Regions from separate parts of the Mus musculus genome. Here all the other regions are linked to region 3. The links are chromatin contacts, called in public Hi-C, HiChIP or PLAC-seq and promoter capture Hi-C maps. All regions are on one chromosome and are shown on one strand. The core of a region is the stretch at or near the end of the contact, and the rest is flanking DNA. Distances in the headings are between cores, read along the strand shown. Region 1 overlaps Prkce (protein kinase C, epsilon). Region 2 holds the start of CJ186046Rik (a long non-coding RNA gene). Region 3 holds the start of Srbd1 (S1 RNA binding domain 1). Region 4 has its middle 23 kb from the start of Six2.

Region 1 (7,458 bases), core at 2,772-5,271, 300 kb after region 3:
ATACTAACGTTGGAGGTCACACATGCTCTGTTGTCTACGAGAGGCAGTGTGGAGCTCAAAAGCAGAGGCCTTGAAGCCCGTGGCCACGTGGTATTGCTAAATGAGTGTTCATGCAGGCTTTTGTTTTCAGATAAATGTTACGAGTTTGAATGTATGTTGTCAGTTCAAGTACATAAAGTGGTTATTTTCCATCATCCTTTGAATGAATTGCATTTTATTGGCCTGGACAAATGAGAGAGGCAGAGGGAAGGCTCCTCCGAGAGGGGCCTTGAGCTATGAACATCTTTGAAGTAACATCTCATCCAAAAGTCAAACAGAAATATTAATAGTTCAAAATTCATATACAACTCCAAGTTTATAAATAAAATAATAATTTCCCCCAAAATCTTTCAACAAAGTCAGTGCATAACTGAACTTGAAATGACAGCCTGCCCCAGCTGCTGGGTCAGTCAGTGGACAGGTGGAAACATTTTGTGATTTAAGATGAGGCTGCCTTACCTCTGCCATGGTGCCTGACGATACCTGGTGAGGCTCAAGGTCTCAGGGGTCTTCACATGTGCTGCTGAGAGGACAGATCCACCATGCGAAAGGCTCTCTCTGCCGATGAGCTGGTACAACAGTCCACGAGCCAGCCTGCAGCCCTGTAGATGTGGCTTGGTTCTTACCTGAGAAGGTAGGCATTGAGGGCCAGCAATGCCCACCGTTCATGCCAAGGGCACCGTCCTGACCTGTCCCTCGAAGATGGGCATGTGCTCTGTACCCACCACAGACTCCTTAGGGGTTGGCTCTGCTAGTGTCTGCTTAAGATGCTAATTTATTGAAAACGGTGTTTGTTGTGCTCTCCTCCCCTCCCCCTGTGTAATAATGCAGTAACTGTGCCCAGGGCAGAGCGGGAGTGTGCTTAGAAAGTGAGGGAAACCTTTGGACCGGCTCTCAAATGGTGTTGAAACACCCAAGGATGAACCGCCTGAGTCACTGCTTTGGTGGCAGTGAGCCACAGGACTCACCCAGCAGTGAGTGCCTCTGCCCTCTGGGTCCTCCCCCAACATGTTTTCTGTTGAGAGAATCCAGGCATAAAAACAAAAGCCAAGACGTTGGCTCTCATGCCCCCTTGTGGCCAGACTTGGTGGACAATTTCAGGAAGTGTCGTCAGGTTTGTAAGCTCACAGTGCTGTGGGGAATGCAGCCCCACAGCGGCAGGACTCACTTCCTTTTGCGTCTTCTCTGAATTTTGTGTCCTTTCCCTTCCCTTACCCCTCTATGTGTCTTTCAGAAAGTTCTTACTACATACTGACCATGGGGCCCAGGTTGACCTTGAACTGTGGTCTTCCCTCCTCAGCCTTCCAAGAGCTGGGGCTACAGGCCTGTGGCACCTTGCATGCCTCATTGTTATATCTTAGCAGCTGAGCATCCTACAGCCACGTTTAGCTTGGGGAGATTTTTCCACTGGAATTGGGAAGGCTGTTTCCTAGTTCTGACAGATTTCCTCCAAACCACAGACTGTTCTTATTAAACAGGGCAGGAACCAAACCCACAAGTTCTGCTGATCTCATATGTGCATGCTGCAACGGGCATCTACAAACACCTGCAAGTCGTAACGTGCAATCTCCACATTAATCCTGAGTCAGACTTGGACATTTCAAGTTCCAGAGAACTTGAAATTAGGCTGTTTCTATAGGCTTATTTGGCAGTGACTCTTAAAAATGTGCTTTACAAAGCAGACAAACAACAACAAAAAACTGTCCATAATGACTGGGGAAAAAGATTCAACTCCTTTCAAACATTTCCCTTTAATTTATGTATCTGTTTTGTTTTTGGTTTTGATTTTTTTTTATTGAGATAGTCTCATTCTGGAGCGTTGGCTGGCATGGCACTCCCTATGGAACGCAGACTGGTCTTGAAGGCAAAGGGATCCTCCTGCCTGAGCCTCCCAAGTACTAGGATTATAGACATGGAGAGCCAACCCGATTTTGCATATAGTTCTATAATTGGACTTAAATAAAAACATATTCGCAGGTGTTGTAGCGAATCGTGTGACTGTCCAGCCTTAACTGCATCTGTTGGCCTGCATAGAACACCTACTGCTTCCTGTTTCAGGCTACACGCTATGGGTAACAAGACCTGACAGGCCCCACATTTTCAGTGGCTTGGGTTTACTCTTCTGGGGTGCATGTCACTGTTGTAATGACAGTCCCCATCCTTGAGTTCCTTCTGTGTGCTCTTAATGACAGTAGCTCACTGACTCTGCAGGGTAGATACCCACCTCTTCCTGACACCAGTAACTGAAGCTGAGCAGGTGACTACAGGAATCTGGACACAACACGGAGGTTCCATTGGGAGCTTCCCTCCTGCCACAGGGCATCTCTGTGACTCACAGTTAATGCCACTCAGAGGGCCCAGACTCAGTCTTCCTCTACTTCTACCGCCCCTAATTCTCTGTTCTTAACCATTCTAGGAATGAGGGACGATTGTCTCTGTTTACATGTGGCCCTGGAGATGACTGTAGTCCACATTGCCTAGAGCAGGGCTGCTGGGAGACAGCCTCCAGGGAAGGCTGCATAAATGGAGGGATGTGTGGACAGCCTGGCTGGAAGGGTTCTGTCTCTCAGTTCACTATCCTGTGGGTTTTTTTAGAGCAAGGATGACTGAATAGAGAAAGGACAGTGTGAAAGGGACATATCCCCAGCAACTGAGGGAACATATAAAAGCCAAGTATGTCCTGGGTGACTTGGAATCTATTTCTTTTATTTGCTCCATTCTGTCCCTGGGAGTCCCCTCCTTGTTTCTGTGACTTGACTTCTTGAACAGTTTTGGATAAGTCATTTGTCACCCACCAATCATAGCAGCAGCTGTTGATACAGTTAGTGAACTTTATGTGACTCTGATTGGCATCCCTTGCACACGTGGGGACTCATGCCTCCGTCCTTGTCACCCAGGCCACCCTTTCCTGGCTGAGGGGACCACAAACACACTGCCATGCCTTACTCAGCAGATTCCAGAACAAAATACACATGTGCACAAATAAATGTCCTCACTGTGGAGAAACTTGCTTTCTTTTCATCGGCCAGCTTTCTCTTGATGCTTTACAAGTGCCCAGAACATTTGGACTGAAACAGATCTTGAACCCCTGTGGGCACAGGCCAGCCTGCTCACCCAGTTGGGTCCGGCATGCAGCTTTCTGGTCACTCACTGAGTTCTCTGCCCTTGGCCTGTATTGTTGAAGCAAGTTTCTGGAATCTGGCACCATAGGCTCCCTGTATGCTAGCTCTGACCTCATCTAACCCCACTGCCCTGGTGAGATCTAACACAAAGCTCACGTGGCAGAAAGAGGAAGTGCCAGGCTGAACCTCTTCCCTGTGGTTTCTTCTAGAAAAAAAAAATAGTAGAAACAAATACCAAAGCTTGGGGATCCAGACCTCATGCATTAAGCCCTCTGAGCCTGTCTGTCTGGTCCCGTGGGCTGCCTTTAGGTGATGAACAGAGAGGGTATAGACACAGACAGTTGATATATAAGTGTGAAGTGTAATTGGGTCCTTCGATTTTGTTTTGGTGACTCTCTAGTAGTGGCAGACAGGAGACAGGTGTGTCTTCCTCTGGCTTCATTGCACCAGTCGCTGTATGATGTGTGGCTGTGCAGTCTCGCTGGCCTCAGGTGACCTCAGGTGACCTGCTTGGCTTCCCCCATCTCAAGCCGTGCTCTCCTTGAAAAGACATGACAGATGTCTAAGACTTTCAGAGCCGTTTTCTGACCAAGCCAGCTCAGTCAGTCAACAGGTTCTCCAAGGCAGGAGTGGGGATTAAAAAGAAAAAGAGACAATTAGACAATACTGTAGCATGACCCCAGCCAGTTCTGAAGCTGAAGCAGGTTTTTTTTTTTTTCCCAGTCTGCTTTTATCCCACTTTAATTACATGCAAAATGATAAGATCAGTTCTGGGTCAAGGGACAAGCAAGGCAATAAACAAAATCCTGTAAACACCATTTTTAGGGGCTAGTCAGGATGACCAAGACAAAAGGAATGCCACACATGCCTCAGCTGAGCCTGCTCTGAGCTTTGCATTAACTCAAGTGTAAATGTTCATAATCTGGGCCTATTTCCTCAGTCCTGACCAAAGTCAGACTCCTGTCTTGCTTGAGCTTACTTCTTCTGTCCTGGCCCGATGTCAGATTCCCACCAAGCATCTGGAAGCAGTCCCCCAAAAGACTACGCACATCTCCCCAGGTTTTATTTCATATAACCCATCTTAGGTCGTTCTGACAAGAATGCCTTCCTTACCCGTCATGGAAAGTGCATTATCCAGACCAATGCTATTCTGTCTTAGGTTGGTAAGGCTCCGTGCAGAATCTTACCTGTTCTTGGCTTACCAACCTGTTCAATTAATAACTGTACATGGGGATCCATTTTTAGTTCCAAGCCATGTATTTTAGCCACCAAAATATTGATGTTGTTAAAGGCAAGTTTTATCACAATGGCAGGAATAAAAGTATTCCCAGGATGAGAAGGGCTAGCATGACCAAGCTATCTATGCCAGCCTTGAAGCTTGACCAAAACATTGACCTCAGGCCATGAATAATTTTATCAGCAATATTAGCAGCATCAAAGCTCAGCAGAGCAGCATTTTTCAAAATCATCATCTCGGTATGCAAAGTTAAAACATCCAGAGAGGTGTTAGAATTATGCCAAATACCCTGAAAGCATCCTCGAACCTTTCCCCAATTATATTGACTATCATTGTAAAGTTTAAAAGTAACACAAATCCACTGATGTTTAGCATGACACTTGAGATGTCTCCTTTTAAACTCTGAACTTCCTCCCCAATAATTTGAATAGTATCACAAAGAGCATCAATCTAATGTTCCAAACGCCTATCTAAATCCTTATGAATACTCAGAATATTAGTAACATTTTTTTTGCTAAATGAATGTAGCTGTTTTAACTTCTTGCATCAAAGCAATAGCAGAAGCAGTGGTGCTAGCTTTTAGTGCAATTCAAGCTTCTATGCCAGCAACAATCAAGCCCACTATCCTATTGCTTCTGCTTAAAGCCTGACTCGCTTCTTTCAGTATTTGCAAGCGTTTTTCAGAGCACCAAGGTCATGTCATACTCACAGGCAATAAAACAAAAGCTGATTGATAAACCACCATAATAGGCATGTCAGATTTCAACACATTAACAAAACGAGAATGTGTACAATCAATACAACTCACATTAAATACAAAAGTTATTTTAACATGGCCAATTAATAAAAGATTGGGAGCCTTAACACACGCACTAAAACATGTTCAATCCAGGTCCTGTCCCAATTTTATCGATTGCTAGCATATCTTCATAAAGAACTGCAGCTAACTTCCAAATATGTCTCTGAAAATGTCCAGCATCAGCCTTCTAAATGAAGACTGTTATTTCCAATATTGGATTGATTTCTAGATCAGTCCATGATTGAGTCAGAATAGCTGGTCACATTAAAGCAAAGAGAAGAGCCATTATAAACTTCTCCTTTTGATTAATTTTTCTAAGTCAGTTTCCACATTCTCCACGTTCTCTGTCCCACAAGGTCTAAAAGCTTGCAGCAAGGCAGCTTGTCCAATCTGGGATATGGGCAAGCAAAGGTGGGTCAGGAACAGATGTCCAGTACAGCTTCCCAGTCGCCATTGTCAGGGCACTCAGCAAGCTCACAGGTCAGCACCATTCTTTGTCCCAGCATCAGCTTGTCTCACCAAACACTCTGGCAGCTACCACACTCCTTCAGCATCTTGCAGAAAAAACACAAACATGCCCTCTTCCTCATATTAACTACCTGATCAAGACCATGCCATGTGCCAGTATGTGGCTCCTTCCATTTCACCTAGGCATAAATATGCCTGGTTGTAGGGTGGCATAGACACTCAGAGAGTTTCTTGGCATACAAATTTTAAAAATTCAAATATAAAGAACATGATTTAAATAATTGTGAGGTGTATGGGATATAACTTCCCCTTCTTATTTATGAAGATATTGTTTTAAAATTCTACAATACCTGTTTCACAATACCTTGTCCTTGGGGATTATAAGGGATCCCAGTAATATGGGTAATATTAAATTATCAACAAAGAATCTCAAATGCTCGACTGCAATAGCCAGGTCCATTACCTGTTTTAATCTGATTTGGAACACCAAGCCAAAAAAAAAAAAAAAAAAAAAAAAACCACAGGCAAAGACTAATTACATTTTTATTTGCTTCTCCCGTTAAATCAGTTGCAGTTAGAAAGCCTGAAAAGGTATCAATAGTCACACGTGCATATTTTAATTTTCTAAAATCAGAAATGTGAGTAACATGCATTTGCCATAATTGTGAAGCATAAGTCCTCGAGGATTAACACCATTATGTGGTACAGGTAGAAGCTGAGGACACTGAGAACAAGTCTTTACAATTTGACTTGCACATTCTCTAGAAATACCAAATTATTGTCTCAAGCTATTACTATTTTGATGATGTAAAGAACGGGATTGCATGGCCAAATGTTCCTGTGTAAGGCCTATATTCTGCCTGGTATACAAATCTGCTATGGCATTGCCTTTACTAAGGGGTCCAGGCAATCCCGTATGAGCTCTCGTGTCCTATAAAGTAAGGAACAGTACATTCTCTGAAATTAAGTTGTATTTGCATACATAGTCGCAAAATTTAGCAGTATTTAAAAAGGGAACAGTTTCAAGCGGTTGTAAACCATTAGCAATATATTGGCTATCAGTATACAAATTAAAAGCTTGATTTTTTCAACATTTCAAAAACAGTGGCTACAGTATGTAATTCTCCACCGTTTTCGAGTCTGCTTCATTAGGAGAGAATATAGTGAGCCTAAATGAGCACAGTTAGCAAGTGCATCTTTAAAGGCGGGCTTCTATTTATTGCTGTAGGCGTTGGCTGCCATTTCTGAGGTGTGGCTATAGTCCAGCTCTTCACTGAGCCACCCTGCCAATGAGCTGCAAGCAAGTGCATTCATTCTGTCCCAAGTCTGACCTCCCAGAGTCCTCTTACTCTGGTGGCCTAATGTTTTAGAGCTTATCTCAGTATCCACCGCTTTCATCTTTTCCTCTAGAACTTTCTGCCCCATAGAAATTGCAACAGCAACACAAATTATAGGTAAAATAACACACACCTCACACCTCACACCCAATTCATTGCTTGGCATTTGCCTGGGCTTGTGTTTGTTACCTAAGAAACACACACACACACACACACACACACACACACACACACACACACACACAGAGAGAGAGAGAGAGAGAGAGAGAGAGAGAGAGAGAGAGAGAAGAGAGAGAGAGAGAGACTTGTTTTTAATTTAATGCATAGATGGCTAAGAATAGATGCTTATAATTGATAAGAAAAATATAGCCAAGCACTAGTGGTTCAAGCTTTCAATCCCAGCACTTGGGAGTCAGAGCCAGGTGGATTTCTAAGTTCCAGGCCACCCTCATCTAC
Region 2 (6,916 bases), core at 558-3,057, 460 kb before region 3:
CTCCCAGTCTTTCGGCAGATCCCAGTTTACCTCGCACACCCGACTTGCCCATCAAAGAGAGCAGAACCTAAGGAGAGCGAGGTCTTCAAGGGTCTGGCAAGTTCAGGAAAGGCAGGCTGGATTGCCTTCTCTTCCTCAGCAGACATTTCCCCCGGAGGCCTTACATCTTTGGGTCCTTTCTACGCGGGATAACTCCCAACTCTCTTGTGCCCAGCTCTTATGCCCAGACAAGGAATAGGTCTACCTTGCATAGATATTGCAGTCATTACCCAGATAATACTAGGGAGATTCCAACCCCTGCCCTGACCCCTAAAAATCTCTTTGACCTGGAGGTGACGTCCTAAACCCCCTGATCCCCGACGCCCTTGGTTGTTCGAAGATCAGGCCCTAAGCCTACGCTTACCTCGCAGGGAATTCAGGCCCACAGCCCTGCCCTCTCTGAAACTCGCCGTTTTTCCAGTTTAGTCCACAAGCGACTGAGGAATTAGTTACTGAACTTACGCACCGCTTTGCCCGCTTTAGACAAATTCCGGGTCGCTCAGCCTCCAGAAAAGACCTAAGCGCTGTTTTGAGCCAGCCTGAGCTGCGGCCGAGCTTGGTACCCGGGGTCCGGGTGCGATTTAGTCCTGTCCAGGAGCTCCCCATCCTCCCGCACCCGTTTCTCCCAGGACCAGGGAAGCCGGCGCAGATGCTCACTTACTCGTACCTTTCCTTGGCCTCGGCCGCCCTGTCGCGCTGCCGCCGGTTCTTGAACCAGTTGCTGACTTGCGTGGTGGTGAGGCCGGTGGCCTCGGCCAGCTCGCGCTTCTCTCGTGGCGACGGGTAGGGGTTGTGAGCGTACCACTCGCGCAGCACGCTGCGGCTCTTCTCCTTGAAGCAGTAGCTGGTCTCCTCGCCGTCCCAGATGGAGCGGGGCAGCGGGAACTTGCGCCGCACGCGGTACTTGCCCACGGCGCCCAGCGGCCGGCCGCGCAGCTTCTCCGCCTCGATGTAGTGCGCCTTGAGCCACAACTGCTGCAGCTTGGCGTGGTTGTGCGGCGAGAACTGGTGGCTCTCCAGGATTTTGTAGAGCTCGCGGAAGTTGCCCCGGTGGAAGGCCACCACGGCCTTGGCCTTGAGCACGCTTTCATTCTTGTGGAGGTGCTCGCAGGCGGGCAGCGACCACAGGAAGCGACCCAGCCGCTCGATGTTGCCGCCCTGCTGCAGCACCTCGCACACGCACGCCACTTGCTCCTGCGTGAAGCCGAAGGTGGGCAGCATGGACATGGTGGCGGCTGCGCGCCCGCCCGCCCGCGCGCGCCCTCACCGCGCTTCGCGGCCCCGCATGGGCGCCTCCCCGCCGGCCCCGGCCGGCCGACAGGCGGGCGGGGCCCCCTGGCCAGGCGCCGGCTCCCGAGCGACTCCTGAGTCACAACGATCCGTCCTCGCTCCCGCCGCCGGCCCCGCGCAGCTCCGCGCCCCCGCCGCCCGCGCGCCTCGCCCGCGCCCAAGCCCGGAGGCCGCCCGGGGCGCCGCTCCGCATGCTCCGCGCCCGCCCGCCGCTCGCTCGCCGGCTCCTCGCTCGTTCGCTCTCCCTCCCGTCTAGCTCGCTTGCAGCTTTTTTAATAATATTATTCTAAGCGGGCATGAGGCGCGGCGGCCCGCGCCCTGATTGGTCGGGTTATCTGACCCGGGGCCTGCCCGCGCCAGACAATAGTCGAGTCAAATTATTCGCCATGGAGACGCTGTCAGTCACCGGTAACCCGAGCCCCGGCGGCCCGGGCGGCTCCCACCCCCGCCCCCCTCGGCCAGCTCCGCTGACAGATCGCCCCGGCTCTGCACAGAGCGGAGGTTGGCCGAGACGGGAGCCCCAGGCACTCCCAGAGCCCGGGAGGCGGAGAGGAGCCGGGCTGGGGCCCCGAGACGGCGGTGATTGACGGGGCGGACGCCCAAAGAGCAGAGGAGGAGGAGGACCCCGAAGGAGGGGGCTGGGTGGGGGCCCTCGAAGAAAAGAGGAGGACCGAAGTGGGGAAGGAAGGGAGTAGAAGGGAAGGCGGAGGACCGTTTAAGGGGGTGCCTTTCAGGAAAGGAAAAGAGGGGGACAGAAGGAGCCTTCAAGAGAAAAAGTGTGAGACACCCCTCCCTTTTTTTTTAAATAAGAGGCGTCGCAACAGCCTCACCCAGGCTTCGCCAGGTGCTCCAGCTCCGGCTGGGTCACTGCGTCGCTCGGAAGGTCGCAGCTGACAGGCAGAGACACTAACCCAGGAGGAGGTCAGTGGGATGGAGAGTTTGGATTCTCTTAGGGGGCCTCTGAAAGGCTTGGCTTTTCTAGCTGACAACACCCCACCCCCATGCAAGAAACCCGGGACCCGAGATGTCTATCCCCTAGGGAAAGGGGGAGGAGGTGGGGAGAGAAGTCAGAGATTTGGCAGTGGCCGCAGCTGGACGCCTGAGAATCAACTTCCCGGAGGATCCCGCCTTTCCTTCCTTTCGCAGCAGGCTGCTTGCCCCGCGGCCGGTACCGCCCCCACTCGGCGCGATCTGCTCCTCGCCAGGCGGGGACTCAGACTTAACCCCACGGGGCCCAGGACCCGAGAAACTCCCGGCAGTCTCGTGTGGCCTTTACGGAAGTTGAATCTTGCAAGGGCGGCGACACAAAACAGGGGAGCCCGCATAGACCCGCAGACTGCCCCGGGGAGCCCAGGGCAGCGTGTGTAGGGTAATTGTCGCACTTCCCGGGGTGGGGGTGAGGTGCACAGAAGAGACTGGATTTACCAGCTTCCTGTCTCCCTACTTCTGGGCTCGGGTTCCTGGTCTCTTCTGCCTGAGAACCCAGCGCTAAGTTCCGGCAAGATTGGCCTTAGAAAGTGGGTAGGAGGAGCCCTGCTTTTTGTTTCTTTGTCAGAACTCCCCCAGAACATACGAAGTGCTGGTCCTTTGGAAAAATCCAAGCAATAGAAGGTTAGGGGTGCACTGGAGGGGTGGGGTCAGGGACATCCCTGAAGTTTCCAGAGTTTGAAAGGCCCACGGCTTATTTCTTGGCAAGGCTTGTCCTTTGGGCATCCATTCCGCCCTTTCCCACCCAGCTGCAAGCTCCTAGTGACATTCAATGCCAAGATCCAAGGAGGCACAGACCATGCTAAAACCTCTAGACCTCGTTTTGTTAACAACCCTGTCAGCTTTCTAAGGCGATGGAGAGGCAGATATTGAAAATGGAGTCCCGAGCCTAAGCGTTGGTTTCTGGTTGCTGGTTGTTTATGGGTAAGGTACATATTTATTTATTTAAGGATCCAGCATCATTTCCCAAACTTCCCCTCTGCTCCAGAATGCCACAAGTCTTTCTGTGATGATGTAAGCATGGGAGAGATGAGCACTGTGGCTTTCCCTAAGACTTTAGCTCTGGGAGCCCTGTCCTTTATCTTGAGTTGAAAACAGAAGACTGCCTAAGTTGGTGCTAAGCCAGCACCTGAACAAGTTACTGCAGAAATCCAGATGTCATCTTTGTGGACTTCCTCTGTGGGTAGGGCAGACTCTAGTGTGTTCAGGCTGCCCTGTTTGACATGGATGCCCTTTAGTGAGCTCTGAGGATTCCAGGGGACCTGGGAAATATATTACCCAGACTGCCCGGAGGTTCTAGAGCACAGCTTGCTGCTAAGAGTGACCAGAGTTTAAAGGATTCAGCCGACCAGAAGATCCCAGCTCTGGTCACAGCCACCACAGTTTGTTTGTTTTGTTTTTGTTTGATAAAAGAAGGCCAGAGAAGGAAAGACATCCATTGGTTGGGTGCTAGACCAGTTAGTCACTTCCTGGTGTAAGACTCTGGGCCCATTTCCCGGTTAGCTGGGGCCTCAGTGCTCTCCCCAGCCCCTCTCAGTGCTGGCCTGCAGTAGGTTTGAGAGTATTAACATCACAAAGATGATCTCTCATGTCATCAAACCTGCCCCTCCATGAGCCTTTGAGGCTTTAAGTTGATGGACTGGGTCCTGCCAATGCTGACAGTAGGCAGATTTTCTGAATCCCAGAGCTCCACAATTCTGGACATCCCCGTGCTGCCTCCCTTGTGGTCCCCAGGCCACCAATCCTGCCTAGGGCCTCCAGGCAGCACTCAGCAGCAGGCAGAGCAGAGCAGAGCAGAGCAGAGCAGAGCAGAGCAGAGCAGAGCAGAGCAGAGCAGAGCAGAGCAGAGCAGAGGAGGGACCTGCCACCCAGGGTGCCCGATGAAAAGTCATTACCCAGCAAGCATAGACAAACTGTAGCCCCGTTACCCAAAGCGGGAGTGTGATATGATACTACCTATCCCTTCCTTCCTCTGTCACAAACCAGTTCTAGCAGGTTTGGGCCAGAACCTCTTGGCAGCAGGGGGCCGGCTGGATGCCTGCCCTAAAAAGGTTAGAATCTCAGCTAGGGTCCCTTCACACACAGCAGTCTCTGGCCCCTCCTTCCCAGAATTTGCACCAGGACAGAGCATAGGCTGTCTGGGTAGGGATTTGATAGACAGCAGCGTGACACTCAGACAAGCTCTGCACTCCGTTCCAGCGCATTGAGCAGCTGCTTAAGAGGCCTGGAGTGCCAAGTGCTTTGGGTCTCTACTTGACCCCAGCTTTCAGCCTTGTGCATTTCCCTCCACCTAGCCTTACACCCCCACAACCACTTGCATTAGAAGTCCAGTATAGGCAGAGTACTTTATGGCCAGGATGGCGGAAACTTTTGCAAACGTTTGGGAATTTGCGTTTTTATTGAAATGTCTCCTTGCGCTCCGAGCTGCTCTACAAAGTTCCCTAGGAGCATCGGACTTTCTGGAAGGAAGTATTGGGTGCTCCCCATGAGCCCACACCCGCAGGATTTCTTTGCCCTAGTATTTTGGGCAGGAATGGTCTAAGGGCTTTGTGCCTGGAGATTAGCAGGAACTGGTAGGATGGATCCTAAAGGCCACCACGGACTGCACCCATTGACCGGAGGACATCTGGCACACCGCAATTCTGTGAGGTCCATAGGTGACCCAAGGAATTTCTCGGCTTGGGTTGGGGCCATTCGAAGTGAATCGGAAAAAAAAAAAGGACTTGCTGCCTATATCCAAGGCCAGTGGACCAACAGACCTTCGCTCTGGACAAACCTTGTGACTCAATAAAGAAAAAAGGGGAGTGGGTTCTACGTGCGAAACCAGAGAAGCAGAGCCTGTGCCCTGTGCTTAACCAGTCTTTGCCCAACCTATAAAGACTACAGAAATCTCCCGCACTGACTCCGGCTCTGCCGCTCGCTGCTTGATCTATGATGCTCTGCACCCGACGCTTAGAGATGGGACGTCCGGGCTTCTGCAGGTCAGAGTGCTGCGTTGGACATTGACTTTTGTTCTTTCTCCGCCACCAACTCTTCCCAGTCTTCTTGGGCCTGAGCAGTGCGTTTCGTTGAATGCGGGCCAGCCGTAGAAACTGGCTTGCTCTGCGTCCCTCTGCGCCTCACCACCTGCCTACCTAAGGCAGCCGCCAGGTCTGCGGTGTTGCTGCAAGTGCTCCGAGCATTTGCAAAATCTGACACCCCGCGTTTTTCTGTGTTGCTCAACGTGCGAGACCGCATCATGCGCTGGTTTACAGCTTGTTCCAGTTCTCAGAGCGGTTCCCAGAACACCCCGAGCCCGGGCAAGTTTGCAGGGCCCTGGACTCCGTGAAAAGTCACTCTGGAAAGGGCTTAAATCGTGTTGTCGCCTGTGACGCACGTGGCTGTGACTGTAACAGGCTCTATGGATCAGAGCAGCAGGGATCCCAGGGCGTCCTCTCTGATCTGCGAGCCTTTAGCCTGTGGCCCACGAGGCAGTCTGGAGGACTGACTTTAGAAAACGGTTTGGGGGAAGCGGCCACACCCGGGATCTTGTGCAAACGAAAAGAGAGAGCTCCAGGCTCGAAGAGCGTTTGGAGGCACTCAAAGCAGCTGATCCGCCTGGGAGGTGCCAGCAGTAGGCGACGTTTCAGGTGACTACCAAGGCCTGGCTACCTTCCTGCGACGACGGGCCCGGTGACCTCCTGCGGTCGCCGCTCAGGCCTGGTGAGCGTTCGGAGGTATCTGCAACCTGTGAGGGGCCTCTTTGGATGGAGGTGGGGGACGAGGGTGCAGGGGCCCGGCATCCGGCGAGAGGCTGGTTCATGGAATTTGCAGGAAACTGCTGAAATCGAACCCCCGGGTGGTTTTTCCGCGGGACAGTAGAGTGACTGTGCGTTCCTGGGTAGTCTGTTGTGGACACTTTAGGCGTGTCAAGTCCCCAAGTTCAGGTCTAAGGGTGGATCTACTCAGTTTCCCCTACGCTTCTAGAGGAGGAAGAAGTGCCTTGTGCCCTGACGGATCTCAAGCTCCTCTCACGCTGACCTCATAATATTGCCCCGTCTAACTGCTGGCAGAGAAACAATACATGGTATGTGTCAGTGAGGAGCGCGCGCGCGCGCGCGCGCACACACACACACACACACACACACACACACACACACACACCACGTTACTGGGTACGTGTGGTCACAAGATCACACGAGTTTGTTTGTTTGTTTGTTTGTTTCGTTTCCCCCTTCTCTGTTTCCCCGTGAAGGGTCTGGGCTCCCAGGACTTGCTTAAATGGATGCCTGAATGACCCCAGGGATTTGACTGACAGAGACAACTGGAAAGCCATTAGGCCAGTCGATGGCTTCCTCCTCCTACCTTCTGCTCTACAATCCTAGCATATTCTTTAAAACTCCCATTTTGTTTGTAGGGAAAAGTTCCAATGAGCTGGGTGTTCTCCTCCAACGTGCAGAGCTGGAGTGTCATGGCCTAGGAAGCCACAGACTGAAAATACAGGGCTCATTGCCTACAACATCAGGACATTCTCTCCAGTCACAGGAAAGTTTTCTGAGTGACTTTAATAGGTGTGTGTGTGTGTGTGTGTGTGTGTGTGTGTGTGTGTGTGTGTGAGCGC
Region 3 (7,541 bases), core at 3,010-5,509:
ACCAAGAACCCATAAAGATGCTTTACAAATATAAGCCAGATCAGGTCAGATCAGGTCGCTGTCCACAGCACTCCAGTGGCTTCCCAACTCACTTCTAATGAAGTCCTAACGCTTCCTCATAGAGTCTAAGATCCCACCAATTACAGTCTTATTTCCTGTCACAATCTGGCCATGCTGTTCTTGCTACTCCCCAGACACAATTCACTGCTGCCTCAGGGTCTGTGTGTTTGCTGCTTTCTTATTTGTAACCTAATCTAAGTTCTTATTTGTGAGCTTTGTGTCACTACACTGACATAAACTGACATAATTTAACTTATTAAATGGCTTATTTATCTTAGAGGTTCAGTTCCAAAATCAGGTAGCCCCATTGGCTTGAGCCTCTGATGAAGACAGTAAGAAGGTGGCAAAGGCAGGAATCTATACTGAAACACATTCACATCTTGAGGCAGGAACAAAGAGAAGACAGGCCAAGGCGCTACAATTCTCTTGGAAGAGCTTGCCTGCAGTGACCTAAGAGCTTTAGACTAGCCCCCAACTCTGTAACATCCCACCACCTCCAAATAACTACCCTAGTAATAATCTTTTCGGGACAACTATCCAAACTACAGCAACTAGCAAATCTCAAATGGATCTCTTGGTATATCCAAAGAACACCATGACTGTTCTTTCCAAAATGCCCCTCTACCACGGCCATACAGTATGCTCCCTAACCCCTGACCTGCTTTCATTTTATCTTATATTACTATTATGGCCTAACATTAATCACTTGTTTTCTCAGTAAATGTCAGAGGCATATGTAATATGGTATTCTATAGCAGAGGATGATTTTGAGCCTCTGAGACATTTGGCATTATCTAAAGACATTTTTGGTTGTCATATCAAGAACTGTTGCCACATTTAGTAGAGGCCACAGATGCCACTAAATGTCCTATAAAGCATCAGGCAGCTCCCAAAACAAAAGGTGACCCTATACACAGTAGCAATGCTAAATGGGTTAGGAGCTACAACTAGGGGCTGTAGAGATAGCTCAGCAGTTAAGAACACTAGCTGCTCTTCCGGGACCTGGGTTCAATTCCCAGCACCCACATGACAGCTCACAACCATCTGTAACTCAAGTTCCTCAGGATCCAACACACTTACACAGATATTCAGACAAAACACCAATGCACATGAAAAATATCATAAAAAAGAAAGAGCTCTGCTCCAAAGCAGTGTAAACAACAGCTTGCCCTCTTTCACCTGTACAGGGTAAACATTACATAACCTGATAGCTGCTTTCTCTCTCTTGGATCATGGCACAATTATAACAGAGAGTTGTTACATAGAGCAAGGACAAGAACACACATGTCTTCGACCCAAATGACTTAAGTGTCTACGGGACAGACCACATTACTCTTAAAATAGTCACCATTCCCCCAACAACATATTACACTAATATGCTTACAACTCAGAGAAGAAAGAGCATTCATCTTTGGGTTCTGCATTCTCGGCCTGTATTTTCACTCTTTTGCGCAATGAGGGCATCTGGGGAAAAACGGAACACAAATCAGAGTCCGCATGACATGAGTAGGTTTATCATTTCGTCCATTTAAAACTAATACTCCAAAGCTCTGCTGTCAGAAATGCCATAGAGGGGAGAAAAATATATGGCTCATTCACAAGCCCAAACACTGGCTCCCCACAGGATATAACCTGCTGGTCAGAAGAGAACCCAGTGGCCTTCCAATGTGCAAATACCTTATGACGCTGAGACCATCTCTTGAAAAAGACAAGCCCTTCCAGGGCAATAAGTCTGCTTTAGAATTAAAGGATGGAGTATTCTGCAAGTATTATTTTATAGTGATCCTGCCAGTCAACAGATTATAAAGATATCTGTTGTACTATTTCTCAAATATAAGAAATTTTCTCTCTTCCACATCTTTTCATAACATTAAAGTGTCTTCACAAAGTTAGGAGTCAATCAAATGCCAATCAACTTAGTGACTTAGGAATAATCTATACTCCTAAAGCAAAGCAGACATCCTCTCGCAATATCAATGATTAGCCACTATGCCACTAAAAATATTTACCATAGTCAAAGGCTCAGCAGTTAAAAAATATAAGACAAATGACAAGAGGAATCACATAATATAACAAAAAAGTAAGTCTACTAAACTGATAACATTTATTACCTAGAGAATGTCAAAACAATAAAAAATGCATTAGACTAGCATGTTCAGAACAAGTCTCTGGACCAGAGGAATATTGTAAACCTTGGCTCTAACACACTTATAAAAGGAGGTAATACTTCACAGAAATACTTAAGCAGTTGTCACAAAGAGGAGCCTGATGTCCCAGTATCTCTGTCCTGTGAGTGCAAAACTGAGGGAGACTGTGTGGAGAAGGAAACAAAAGGCCAGCAGAACAGTCTCTTAGCAGCAGACAGGACAGGACAGGTTATGAGAACAGGAAAATATGACTTCATATGAACAGTTTGCCATTATAAAAATAAAATGTAAAAAAAAAGGGCTGAATAGGAAATGTGGCACACCTTTCTTTAACCCTAGCATTAGGGAGGCAGAGGCAGGAGGATCTCTAAGAGTTCCAGCCAGGTCGGTCTACATAGTAAGATCCTATGTATAGATAATTAAGTAAATAAATAAGAAGTTGGTGTTTGACACAGTGCTAATTCAAACCAGGTCAGGGGAAAACTTGCCTTCACTCTGTAAACGGAAGAGAGACAACTAGCTGCTCCTCTGAAGTGATTTAACCACAGGCCTTCCTTGGGAGCAAACCCATGTTCTAAGAAAGATTTAAACTACAAAAAAGCCAGTTGGAAAGTTCTACAGAAAGCAAAGGCGGGTTGTCTTCAGTGCATTGAACAAGAGTAGAACATGCAACTGTCCCTAGCCATGACTCAAAACCCACAGTGAAAACATTAACATGTTATTAAGTAAGTCCCAAGCATTTGAGATCAAGTCAATTTATCCTTCAGTCTCCATTTTTTTTTAAAGTTAGGAAGGAAGAAAGGACAGACAGACAAACAGAACAAAAAATGAATGAAAAGAAAGGACACGTGGACAAGAAAAGTGAGTGCTAAAATTTTTAGGACCAAGGTTGAGGGATCTGGGGTTGGGTATACTCTGTCACAAAAGGATCTTTCTAGGTGACCTAGCCCACATGTTAAGATGCACCCAACCCACAAAAATACTGGTGCGCACCAATATTTAAAAGGGGGAAACAGCATTTAAACTTCTAGGGTAGTAGTTCTCAACCTTCCTAATGCTGAGTCTCTTTAAAACAATTCCTCACGTTGTGATGACCCCAACCACATAATTATTTTCGCTGCTGCTTCATAACTGTAATTTTGCTACTGCTGTGAATCGTAAATATCTGATATGTAGGGTATCTGATATTCGACCCCAGTGAAAGGATTATTGTTCAACCCACAGTGGAGAGCCACTGTTCTTGGAGAAAAAAAGAGACAACTCTTAAGGCATCTAAATGTTTCCCTGAGGGGATTTTAAAAAAGATGCTTCACATGTCCACAGACCCTCAAGAGATAAAACAAAACAAAGAACAACAAGCCATCTAGCAGGAGGACAGCAGCTAGCCTTCGCTACGAGAGAACCCTGCTGTGTTTTTATGAATGAGAATCTTGAGACTCCATGGGATGGAACGGTTTGCTCCAACGATAGAGGTGTGAGGCAAAGTCCTACAACTGAGAGCCACGGGTACCAAGGCTCGTCCTGCGCCGCCCTGCGCCTCCCTGGGCACAGGAGAACGTCAAGCTGCCACGTGGGAAGGAAGACTGAGGAAAGTTGCTCAGAGTTCTCAGTCATCCTTTCCCTCCATGGCTCGGTCGCCTCCTCTGTGCCCAGGGCACCTCTGAGGAAGGCGCGTGATCCCGGCGCGCCACGACTGACAGCGATTCCTCCCTCAGCTCCGATTCTTCGGGGTGAAAACAAACAAACAAACAAACAAACAAAGTGGCCCTGGCTTTCTCACGCCTGCCATGCGCGCTACCAGCCGGTTCAGAGGACGCGCTATGGTGACAGTGCTGAGAATGTACAGTGTAGACTGTGTGACAGACCGCTGGTGCTAAAAGACAGAAAATCTTCATTTAAAAAAAATTCTTTCCCACACGAGCACTCATAAATACCGCGGCCGAAAAGCGAAAACGGCCGGCCCGGAAGCATTGCCGCTACGGTGGACACAAAGCTCACCTTCGGGCTTGGCGAATCTGGAGAAGAGAGTTCTGCTGAGGAATCTTCCGGTTCCCGCCGGAAGTTTTTCAAACGCCGGAAGTCCCGCCTTACTTTACTGGAGCCACACTACCGGGGCGGGGCGGGGCGGGGTAGGACAGGGGCCAGGGCGAGGCGGGGCTTGAGCCGGTGCGGTCCAGGGGCGGGGGCGGGGCGGGGGCGGGGCGGGGGCGGGGGCGGGGGCGGGGGCGGGGGCGGGGCGGCGAGGAGAGAGACTGCTCCTCTGGTCCACAGGGAATTTGTGTTTGTCGCTACCCTAGGGGAGGGGCAGAGATTTGGCAAATATGCGTCCGCCTCTATATTTCCACTTTTCTGACAGACCTCTCTTGGACTACTTTACACCCTTTTCACCCATCCTTTCATTTTGTGTTTTGGATTGTTTTTTGTTGTTTTGTTTTTTGAAAAAGACTTACTCTGTAGCCCAGCTCAGTCTGAGTTCGCCACGTTGCCCCCGCTGCGTTGTATTTTTAGGCCACAAAACCTAGCTCGTCCCTTTTCTTTTTCTTTCTCCCTCCACCCTACCACGCTGTGAAAGTGTCTGAAGTTTTCCGCCTTGGCTAAGTCCTTATTCATCCCATGGGAACCTTACTTAACGAGAGACATTAGCTAGAGTCATCAGCCTCTTCCTCCAGTCTCAGGCAGTTTGATAGACTGCCAAGCAGATCCATTTGGAAGCCGAGGCCTCTTAGATACTTCCAAGAAGATTTATGCAAATTGCTTTTTGCCTTTGAACCGGGTTTCCCTGGGTCCCATCTCCAACTGTTAAGATACCCAGAACACTGAAAATAATAGTCACTGGGTCATTAACTCGAGAAAATGCAGCTCTCCCGGAGAATCAGAAACCTTGCCCCATCTCATATTCAGAGTCCCGAAAAGTGCAGTGAGCACAATCCTGGTAAACGAGCCTAGGCACAGTTTCCTTTACATGCAGTGCTGGGTTTTCCTTGTTCAGAGCTGATAAAGCACTCATACTTGTCAAGATGATAAACCAGGTTGGACCCCGGGAGCCCGTGTAAAGAGAACCAACTCCCAGAAAGTTGTCTTCTGACCCAAAAATAGCCTCTACCTTTTGATTAAATTAGGCTTAAATAACCCTTGTCCACAAGGAGACAGGTTTTTGTTTACTTTTTGTTTTGTCTCTTTTGGTCACATCAAATGCCTAAGCTGTTGCACAGTCAGCTCATAGTGAATAGAAAATCAAATTGGATACCCCAAACCGCAGAAAACTCCCATGCTGCTTTCTGAGTTTGGAAAAGTCAAATCTTAAACCCGCTGTGATAACCTGAATCCTACCTTCCCCCTTCCCCCAATCATTCCAGTTTTTAAATCTATAAATCATTCTCCAGAAATTCTTTCCATTTACATCTCTAAATCAGTTCCCAGAGGAAATTAAAAATTACTTATCTCTTTCCTTGCTATCATTTTTATCAGCCCCACGAAACTCACAGAAACAACATAAGAATAAGGTTTTAAACTAGAGAAACAAGACTTGTGAGTCTAGATTAGAATTTCATCTATCAAGCAGAACAGATCCTATAATCCCAGCTTGGGGGATAGAGGTACATCCTTATCTAAATAGTGAGTTGGAGGCCAACCTGGGCTATATAAGATTCCCTCTGACATAATTTCACAGATCAGAGCCCACGAATTGGCCAACAAGACAGCTCTGTGAGTCAAAGCGCTTGTCACTAAGTCTGAATGCTAGACTCCACATGGTGGGAAGAGAAAACCAACTTCTTAAAGTTGTCCTCTGACCTACACATATGTCCACCCATACATACACACAAAAAGATCTGTGTTATTCAGGGTTCGCTAGAGGGACAGAACTTATAGAATGCCTCTATATATTAAGGAATTTTATTGTGATGACTTGCAGTCTGTAGTCCAACTAAACCACAATGGGCCACTATGGATGGGAAGTCCAAGAATCTAGTGGTTGCTCAGCACCACACGGCTAGTTGTTTGAGCTCGTCTTCGGTAGAAGTAGATTCCAGCAGCTGTGCTGACAAGTACTCAAGTAGTCAAAGAGGTTTTCCTTCTTCCAATGTCCTTCTACACCTCCAGCAGAAAGTGTAGCCCAGATGACGGTGTGTGCCACCATACCTGGATCTGGAACCTGCTCTGTCCCAGGCTGACCTTGAACTCAGAGCTCTCCTCTGTCCCAGGCTGACCTTGAACTCAGAGCTCTCCTTGTCTTAGTCTCCTAGGATTAAAGACGTGTACTACCTTGCCTGGGCCTAAGCTTTTCATGGCCACTATGCCTCAAGATCTCCATGCCAAGATCCAGGTCAGAAACTTGTGTCTTCCAGCCTCAAGGTCTGGATCACAGGTGTGCCCTCCAATTCTGGGTTGCAGTTCATGTCATGTGTGAAGCTCCTGACACGCAGAAGACAGGGCCTCTTTTAAAACCTACTATTCTTTTAAAAATGTAAGCCAACAACTTTGTCCTTAGTGTCAATCACTTAGAATGATGATTGGTTTTAGATTATCAACCTGACTGAGTTAACCGTCACCCACCGGATGGAAAGGCTTTATCGATCTGTGCCTGTCCCAAGGACACTGACATTTGAACGTATTAGACGAAGGGGGATCTCCATATGATGTGGCTGAGTGTTGTCCAGTTGTTTGAGGGCCTGAACAGAACAAAAAGGTGAAGGGAAGGGGATACTCTGAGCTCTGTAGCTGGAACAGCCCTTTTATCCTGCCCTCAGATGCTGGACTCCGGAGAATCTACCCTTGGAATTCTGGGGCTTAGAACCTCTTGTTCTCCAGTTTCTCAGGTTAAATGCTGGGGCCTTTGTATTTAGAGTGAGCCACGCTTTCAGCTTCCCCAGTTGTCTAGATTGTAGATGGACTGGTGCAGGACAGCCTCCATAATTGTGTGAACCAATGCCTATGATAGATAGGCCCTGCCTGCCTATCTACCTGCCTATGTATCAGTCATATCATAGCTTCTCTGTGTGTCAATCATATCGGCTCTGTTTCTCTGGAGAGACAAGACCACTATAAATCATAATAATGGAAGACTGCTTCAAGTGATATACTGTACAGATTGAAATGAAAGAGCAAGCAAAGGTAGGAGCAGTATTTATAGTCTAGTATTTAAACAAGAAAACTGTTGTGGTTAATATTGCTCTGTGGTTAACATACTACTTAGAACATATAGTTCCCAAATAAAAGACACAAAAACCTTTGTATTTATAATAAACCTTCAAGCATTAGAGCTGGGCAGATCTCAACCCTCTGTGCTATTTTCCCTACTTCCCTGTCAGTGATCCTGAGATATCACTTGGCAGC
Region 4 (7,332 bases), core at 2,540-5,039, 480 kb before region 3:
AAGCCCAGGTCCCAGCAGGTCCCAGGCAGGTTCTGGTAAGAACTATGCTAGATGGATCTGAACAGCTCTGCGTGAAACCCTCTGTCCATGACACCAGGCACCAACCTTCTGTAGCCTTTAAGGGAGGCATATGCAGAAGGCCTGAGATGAGGTGCCCCAGGTCTGAGGGACTCTAAGAAGTGGGCAAAGTTAGGCTACAGTTGAAGAAGACAGGCCAGGCAGGAACAAGGACCTGCAGGGGAGTGAAAGGAAGGGCTAGGTAAGGACATCAGTGCTCTGACAGCTTGTTTATTACAGCCAACGTGTGCACCTGGCATGGCCACACGATGGGCTCTGTGCTTCTGGCAGACGCTGTGGCAGGACTGGCGTCAATTCCAAGGTTTCCACCCCCAGATCCCACGCTCATCTCTAGATCACACAAAGAGAAACTTGGGGCTTGAGCTCAGGGAGCCACAATGGCAGGGCTTAGATACTTCAAGAAGATACAAAGAAGTTCTCTTTCCTAGCTCCAACTTACACACACACACACACACACTCTCTCTCTCTCTCTCTCTCTCTCTCTCTCTCTCTCTCTTTTGCACACACATACACACACACACACTCACTCACACACACACACACACCCCTCCAATGGGATGAAAAGTATAGGTTTGGGGGATGCAAAGACTGAGTTCATCTCCCCTCTAATTGAGTGGGTGACTTCATAACCCCCACAATTTGAAAAATCCCTATTCTCTTTAGATTTCTCATAGAGAGCACACCAGGATCTGGGGTCCTCAGCAAACCAATGGCTCCATACTCTGCTGGTGATGGGCAGTGCTTCTTACCTTAGTGTGAATACCTCGGATGGCAGCCCAGTGACTTTTACAGTTCTTCACACCTTGGGTGCAAACAATTGGCTATCATGTCCATTCTCTGAAAACCTGTGGCCCACCCTCTCCTCACCTGCGCAGGCATTACTGTTTCTTATAAACTTACCCTTAAAGGGACTTTTAAATTGCTCTTAACGATTAATTTCACACCTTTAAAGCAGTTGTGTGTGGGTGTGTGTGTGTACTCACACACACACACCCACACATACACACAGACACACACACACACCTGGGTAGAGATCAGAGGTACATATTAGGCGTCTCCCTCGATCATTCTCCGTCTGTTTATTTATTTAGAGACAAGGTTGCACTATGCAGCCTGGCAGACTGGAACTTGATACATAGACCAGGCTGGCCTTGAAATGATAGAAATCTGTTTGCCTCTTCCTCCTGAAATGCTGGGGTCACAGGCATGTACCACCCACCACACCCAGTTTTGGAGTGGGTTTTATTGTTGTTTGGATGATTTTTTGTTTGTTTGTTTGTTCCATCTCATTTCTTTTGAGACGCGGTTCCTCGCTGAACCTGGACACTGGTTGGCAATCCCCAGGGATGGTTCTGTGACACCTTCAGTTCTAGGATTACAGGTGCCTGCCACCTTGTCAGCCTGCATTTTAAAGGATGCTGGTGGAAGCCAGGTCTTCAAGTGGTGGGGCAGGAGCTTTACTGAATGATCCAGTCCTAAAACACAAAAGCAGGATTTGTACTCTCTCCCCACCCACTTTCATCCCACCGACTCAGTCTCAGTCTCCCTTCCTCCTCTTCCTCGGGCAATCTGAATAACGTTCTCAAATGCATGAAAGAATATACACGAGACCTCAAAGGAAACCAATCATTTTGAAATACAGAGATCACAATATTTCTTTTAAGTAGCAATACAGTAATGCGTGCTCCTCCATTAATGGATTAAAGAATGAAATCCACCGGCAGGACTAATAGCCCTCAGAGTTTTGAAACAGGGATGGGCATAAGTAATACCTTAGATACCTGTCACAGCTAATCCAAAATTTTAAAATATCTGTTAACCCTGCTAAACATTACTATGGTGTGTTGATAGCACTCACCACGTAAGAAAAAGCTAGATTTCAGGGGGAGCCAGTAAAGATAAAGATATAAGGGCCCAGGATAAGAAGATCAGAGGTGAGGAGGACACAACATCTGTCCCCAACACCAGGAGTAACTGGGACCACTGGGACCTTGGCACGCAGGAACTCTGCCAGACCAGTGTGCATGGGTTCCTTCTGGTCTGTCTGGGCCAGTGCCCTGAGCAGAACTTTGGGCTCAAATTGGGAAGCCAGCCCCACAACACCCAGAGGCAGCTCCACTCCCAGGCGCTCTAACACGTTCAGGATCCTAGGATCCCAGTATCCCAGGAACTTGGTCACACCAGGATCTCAAGGTCCCAGAGGCAGCTTGACTCCCAGGAGCTCAGATATACCTAGGATCTCAGGACCCCAGGATCCCAGAATCACAGTATCCCAGAGACAGCTTGACTCAGAGGAGTTCTGACACAACCAGGATCACAGGAAGGACAGGCTCCAGTCAGACATAGCCAGGGCAGGTAGCATTAGAGATAACAGATGGCAGGAGGCAAGCCTAAGAACATAAGCAACAGAAACCAAGGTTACTTGGCATCATCAGAACCCAGTTCTCCCACCATAGCAATTCCTGGATACACCATCACACCAGAAAAGCAAGATATAGATCCAAAGTCACTTCTCATGATGATGATGGAGGACATTAAGAAGGACATAAATATTTCCCTTAAAGAAATCCAGGAGAACACAGGTAAGCAGCTAGAACCCCTTAAATCCCTTTAAAATAATGATTGAAGAGTTTTCTCCAAAGAAAATGTCTTTACAATTCTATTGGGGCTCCCTAGGTGGGGGAAGGCAGCACCCGGCACTTTCAAGTGTTTTAGAACACTGACCCACAAAGCCGGGTCCCCAGGTGGTTTAGCATCTCCTATCAGAAAGGAAAATCTTCTCCCAAATGCACAGTCCAGGAAGCCCTGGCCATGGTTCAGAAGTGTACACCTGTGCACACCTCCTGGGATTCTGCTGTGGGCTCACATCAGAGGGAGGTGGCATGTAGGATCTGCAGTAGAGTTTGTGGTTAAAATAACCACTTACCGGAGTCCTATACAAGGCTCTGTGACTACATTTCCTCCTCTGCTCCTCAAATCTGACCTAGACTCTGCCTCAGTCCCAATTCTCATTAAATAATGGAATGTGGTCTGTTTCTCCTGTCATAAGTACAGGGTCAGATACTGCTGCAAAGGCAGCGGCTAAGATTCCCCTCTTTTGTGTACATAAAAAAATAATTGGCCTTCTAATTACCTCCATAAAAATGAGAAAACTTGGTCTGCTTATTGGCACCTTTGTTAGCACTAGGGAATAATTAGACGCCTTAATAACTCTCTAATGATCCCTAGAGAAGGGAACCATTTTTAAAGAGTGTCATTACAGAGGCTTTCAAATGCAGTCTGCACTGAGCGAGGCCATAAGGCAGTCGGGATTCCTCGGTGTTGCATGGGAGGAAATATCGGTCCATTTCTGTCACATGCCTCTTCCTTCTGGCAGGAGAAGCTGGTGGAGTGGGGAAGTGCGCCACCTCTCTTCTACTCCTCTTTTATAATCCCAGTCAGCTTGTAGATTTAAACTCTGAGATCCTCTCCACCCCCACCCCCACCCCCAGAGCACAGGCTTGCGATTCGCCCCACCCCCACCCCCACCCCCAAAGCAGAGGCTTGCGAGAGCTGTAAGAACACGAAGCAGAATGGTGGTTTCCCATCCGGACAGGATGCCAGCCTTCTGCAGATTTTGTCTCTGTGGTTAGCTTCGGGACTTTTTAGGAACAGAACGTCTAAGAGGAGCGACGCCAAGCCTATGTTTCTCCAGCAGGTGGAGCCATCTCTTTAGCTTCCCCGTCGCCTTGCGCGAGATGGGAGGCGCTGGTTTGCAACCCAGGGATGGGAGGCAGCTCTGGGACTCTTTGGAAAACTTTGCCCAAACCCTCATTATTTCTATAACTTTATGTGAGAATCACAAACAACCCCTGAAAATTTGTCAGAAATACTGATTTGCCTTTCTATATCCGAATAACCACAAATTCTGGCAAATCAAAAATAATTGTGGTTTCCATAGCTTTAGCTCTCAGGTATCATGGGATTCATCTGCCTCTTCGCAATGATCTGCATCAGCTTCTAAAATCTGAACTTACTTTCAACCGGGTCAGGAGCCTGGCTTGTCAGGGTGACTCTCAGTCTTAGAGGCCTGCAGAAGTAGCAAGCATGCGGGGCTGTACCCCAGAGCACCCTTTGGGAAGATGAATCCCTGTTAACCCTATGCTGTACTGAATCTATGCTGTACTGAAGTAGGACAGCCTCTTTCTGAGACTGGCAGAGGTAATTCACCCAAATCAACTGCCTGTCCAAGACAAGACTCCACAGAGACCTTCCAGTTTGCAGATACTGCAGACAGTTCAGGTCCATTATTAATGGTCACAAGAACTCTGTGACTTACACAGTTGATAAGACCTACACAAGGAATCGGGCTTCCATTTCCTCCTTCCCTTCCCTCTCCCCTCTCTTCCTACCTCCCTCCCCTCCCTTCCTCCCTCCCTCCCCTCACTCTCTCCCTCCCTCCCTCCCCTCCCCTCCTCCTCCCCTCCCCTCCCCTCCTCCTCCCCTCCCCTCCTCCTCCCCTCCCCTCCCCTCCTCCTTCCTTCCTTCCTTCCTTCCTTCCTTCCTTCCTTCCCTCCTTCCTTCCCTCCTTCCTTCCTCTCCTTCCTTCCTCTCCTTTCTGGTGCTAAGGAAGGCACTGCTCTGTGCTGGGCACTCTCTTGACCCCCGAGTTGCACAGCCTCTCAACACTCCTCTAACCACACATTGTGCCTTCCCACAAATCTTAGTACACATATATAGGGAAGTAATGGGGCATATAGCTCAGTGGTAGAGCATACACTAGCCAAAGGTCCCAGGTTTGATCTTCAGCACTACAAAACAAACCTACCAAAACCACAATCCTCAAACAAAAAAACAAACAAACTAACAACAACAACAACAACAACAAAAAGACAAAGACCAAAAAAAAAATCCCGCTGTGACTTGGTGGATACAATCATTTCTATTTGTTCTTTGAAACAGGGTCTCACTCTGTGGCTCAGGTCAGCCTGGAGCTCACAATATTCCAAAAGTGGCCTTGAGGAGCTAGAAATGCAAGTGCTGAGACCTCAGGCGTGAGCCAGGATGCCCGTCCATTTTCTGCAACCTATGATTTTAAGAAAAATGTTGCTTTTGTCTGGCTGTCCACTGCTGAGTGACAAGCTTCACCCCACCTTCAGTGACTATACACCTGCAGACTTCCAGTTCACACATTTGCGACACAGGAACTCAGGGCACTCTTGCCTGGCAGAGTCTCCTGTTCCACGTAGCATCAACAAAGGCCATGTGGTGGTATTTTCTTGGCTAGTGAGCTGGGGGACAATCCATGACACTATCTCTTGCTTTTCTGGCACCTTGATGAGGGGTTAGAAGGGTCAGGCATGAAGTCAGCTCCGCCTTTCCAGCAGCGAGACTTCAGGGTAGCCTGGTATCTTGTGCGGTAACTAAGCTCCGTGAACAACCATCCCAGCAAATAATCCGTCATGACCTTCACACCCTAACCTTAGAAGGCATACGGCCCTATTATAACGGCAATTTGTTTGTCCAAGTACTCAAAGCCCTGCCCAGACTGGAGGAGAAAGAAGGTAGATCCAATCTCCTGATGGGGCAAGAGGCCAATTGCCACTATGTTTTGAAGCCATACTATTTAATTGACATTACGTTTTCTGTATCTGCTTGAAGTTACACACTTTCTAAGTCTAGTCTCTCTTATCTGTTCAAATCTCCGTTAGCCTGGATGGATAGGACATGTGAGGCCCTAGGCTCCATCACCAGCATGTCCACAAGACAAAATGAAGCTACGTGCACCCTTTGTTAAGATCATAGACAACCTCACTAAATACTTAGGAGTCGAGACTCAGGCTACAGAAGTACCTTTGTGTTAGCAAGAGGCATACCAAAGCTGCAGCAGGCACTAAAGAGTGAGCCTTGTTCTATAAAACCAAACAGCAGCAACAAAAGGAAAACATCTTCCATTATGTTTAACTTTCCTTTTAAAACTTAAATTGAGCCAGACTGTAGTAGCATATGACTTTAATCCCATCACTCGGGAGGAAAAGACAGAAGCAGAGGCAGGGGCAGGGGCAGAGGGGCAGAGGGGCAGAGGGGCAGCGGGGCAGAGGGGCAGCGGGGCAGAGGGGCAGCGGGGCAGAGGGGCAGAGGGGCAGTGGGGCAGAGGGGCAGAGGCAGAGGCAGAGGCAGGTGGATCTCTGTGTTTGAGACAGCTTGATCTACAGATCAAGAGTGGGTTCCAGGACAGCCAGGGCTACACAGAGAAACCCTGTTTCAGAAAACCAAAATCAAAAGAAGAAGAAGAAGAAGAAGAAGAAGAAGAAGAAGAAGAAGAAGAAGAAGAAGAAGAAGAAGAACAACAACAACAACAACAACAACAACAACCACCACCACCACCACCACCACCACCACCACCACCACCACCACCACCTTAGGAGAAAGCTGACTAATATTTCACTAGTTTTCAGGTGTGGGTTGATGCTGGTACATACCTACCTCTGGCGGTATCTCAGCATCGATAGCTCTCAATAGTTATCCTATGGGACATGCCCAGAGAACACTGGGTGCCCCCAATAGGTCAGCAGGAAGCTCTTAATTATTCATGAGCAGCATGCTACAAGGATCTGGCATTTATAGGTACCCGGAGAGTCTGGTCTTAATGAAATTATATATCCATACTGTTAAGAAGATATCGAATTTTTTTTTTTACAATTTTTATTTTGAACACTAAACCATTAATACAAGCAAAGCAATGTAAAACTCCAAATTACTGCAAAAAAAACCCCACTTGTTTTTAAAAATATTTATTCTATTCTATGTACATGAATTTTTTGCCTTCATATGTGTATGTGCACAGGTACATGCCTGTTGGATGGTTGTGAACTACCATATAAGTGTTAGAGATTGAACCTGGGCCCTCTGCACAAGCAATAAATGCTCGTAACCCTTGAGCCATTTCCCCAGCTCCCCAATTTGCACGTCTTTAACTGTCTGCTTATATGCTGAGATAAAAACATGGAATCCTAATATGGTCAGAGAAAAAAATTAAAATTCTATGTACTACTGTTATTGTTTTACTATTGAAGTAAGGTATGAAAATGTTATGCTACATTTTAATGGGTCATACTTTTAATTCTCTTTATATACTTAATAATGTGTGCAATATCACAATGTATTTAAAATATGTAAATCAAATGGGTACAGTCTGGCGGTACAGGCCTGTAATTCCAGCTGTTCAGGAGACTAAGGTTGGAAGATCTCAAGTCCAAGGGCAGCCTGGATTAC

The links. Promoter capture Hi-C pulls out the DNA fragments that hold promoters and counts their contacts. A called contact is a pair of places that touch in the nucleus more often than the background predicts. HiChIP or PLAC-seq counts read pairs in DNA pulled down with a chosen protein or histone mark.
Region 1: a Hi-C map of the 63-12 cell line shows a contact between it and region 3, with 2.9 times the contacts expected there. The contact joins the enhancer-like site here to the promoter of Srbd1 in region 3. A contact is called at or near these places in 2 of 39 promoter capture datasets (the C10 cell line and embryonic stem cells), 3 of 15 datasets of contacts at CTCF or cohesin (CD8 T cells, the NIH/3T3 cell line and pro-B cells), 51 of 484 Hi-C or Micro-C datasets (the 63-12 cell line, the AML12 cell line, the Ba/F3 cell line and 38 more), 27 of 115 datasets of contacts at active chromatin or transcription factors (the 230-238 cell line, the HPC-7 cell line, the NIH/3T3 cell line and 20 more) and 5 of 9 other capture datasets (adipose tissue, embryonic tail, liver and 2 more).
Region 2: a promoter capture Hi-C map of embryonic stem cells shows a contact between it and region 3, with 2.7 times the contacts expected there. The contact joins the promoter of CJ186046Rik here to the promoter of Srbd1 in region 3. A contact is called at or near these places in 1 of 39 promoter capture datasets (embryonic stem cells), 11 of 484 Hi-C or Micro-C datasets (MC3T3-E1-derived osteoblasts, brown adipocytes, embryonic stem cells and 4 more), 14 of 115 datasets of contacts at active chromatin or transcription factors (astrocytes, craniofacial prominence, embryonic midbrain and 4 more) and 1 of 9 other capture datasets (embryonic stem cells).
Region 4: a contact with region 3 is called in an H3K4me3 HiChIP or PLAC-seq map of stem cell-derived neural progenitor cells, with 5 times the contacts expected there. The contact joins the enhancer-like site here to the promoter of Srbd1 in region 3. A contact is called at or near these places in 9 of 39 promoter capture datasets (the 3T3-L1 cell line, embryonic stem cells, frontonasal cranial neural crest and 5 more), 18 of 484 Hi-C or Micro-C datasets (the Ba/F3 cell line, MC3T3-E1-derived osteoblasts, adipose-derived mesenchymal stem cells and 10 more), 11 of 115 datasets of contacts at active chromatin or transcription factors (T-cell acute lymphoblastic leukemia, astrocytes, craniofacial prominence and 5 more) and 1 of 9 other capture datasets (embryonic stem cells).

The regions. Positions count from the first base shown.
Region 1 is chr17:86,443,995-86,451,452 of GRCm38.p6, forward strand. The region is part of intron 2 of Prkce (protein kinase C, epsilon); the gene reads left to right. Gm30284 (a long non-coding RNA gene) reads right to left here and starts at 993. Exons shown (of 3, transcript XR_877087.3): 1 at 499-993. Within about 2 kb of position 4,022, at least 1 of the 459 cell types and tissues checked has an H3K27ac peak or open chromatin away from gene starts, as enhancers often do. A contact at or near this core is called in the 63-12 cell line, where this site is marked.
Region 2 is chr17:85,686,687-85,693,602 of GRCm38.p6, forward strand. It overlaps CJ186046Rik (a long non-coding RNA gene), which reads left to right and starts at 1,808. Exons shown (of 9, transcript XR_001782258.2): 1 at 1,808-6,032; 2 at 6,283-6,382. It overlaps Six2 (sine oculis-related homeobox 2), which reads right to left and starts at 1,568. Exons shown (of 2, transcript NM_011380.2): 1 at 707-1,568. The coding sequence starts at 1,266.
Region 3 is chr17:86,140,916-86,148,456 of GRCm38.p6, forward strand. It overlaps Srbd1 (S1 RNA binding domain 1), which reads right to left and starts at 4,260. Exons shown (of 21, transcript NM_030133.3): 1 at 4,206-4,260; 2 at 1,445-1,524. The coding sequence starts at 1,524.
Region 4 is chr17:85,661,377-85,668,708 of GRCm38.p6, forward strand. It overlaps a transcript of Six2 not described here. Among named protein-coding and RNA genes, the nearest start is that of Six2, 23 kb to the right of the region's middle. Within about 2 kb of position 3,790, at least 30 of the 459 cell types and tissues checked have an H3K27ac peak or open chromatin away from gene starts, as enhancers often do. A contact at or near this core is called in the Ba/F3 cell line and stem cell-derived neural progenitor cells, where this site is marked.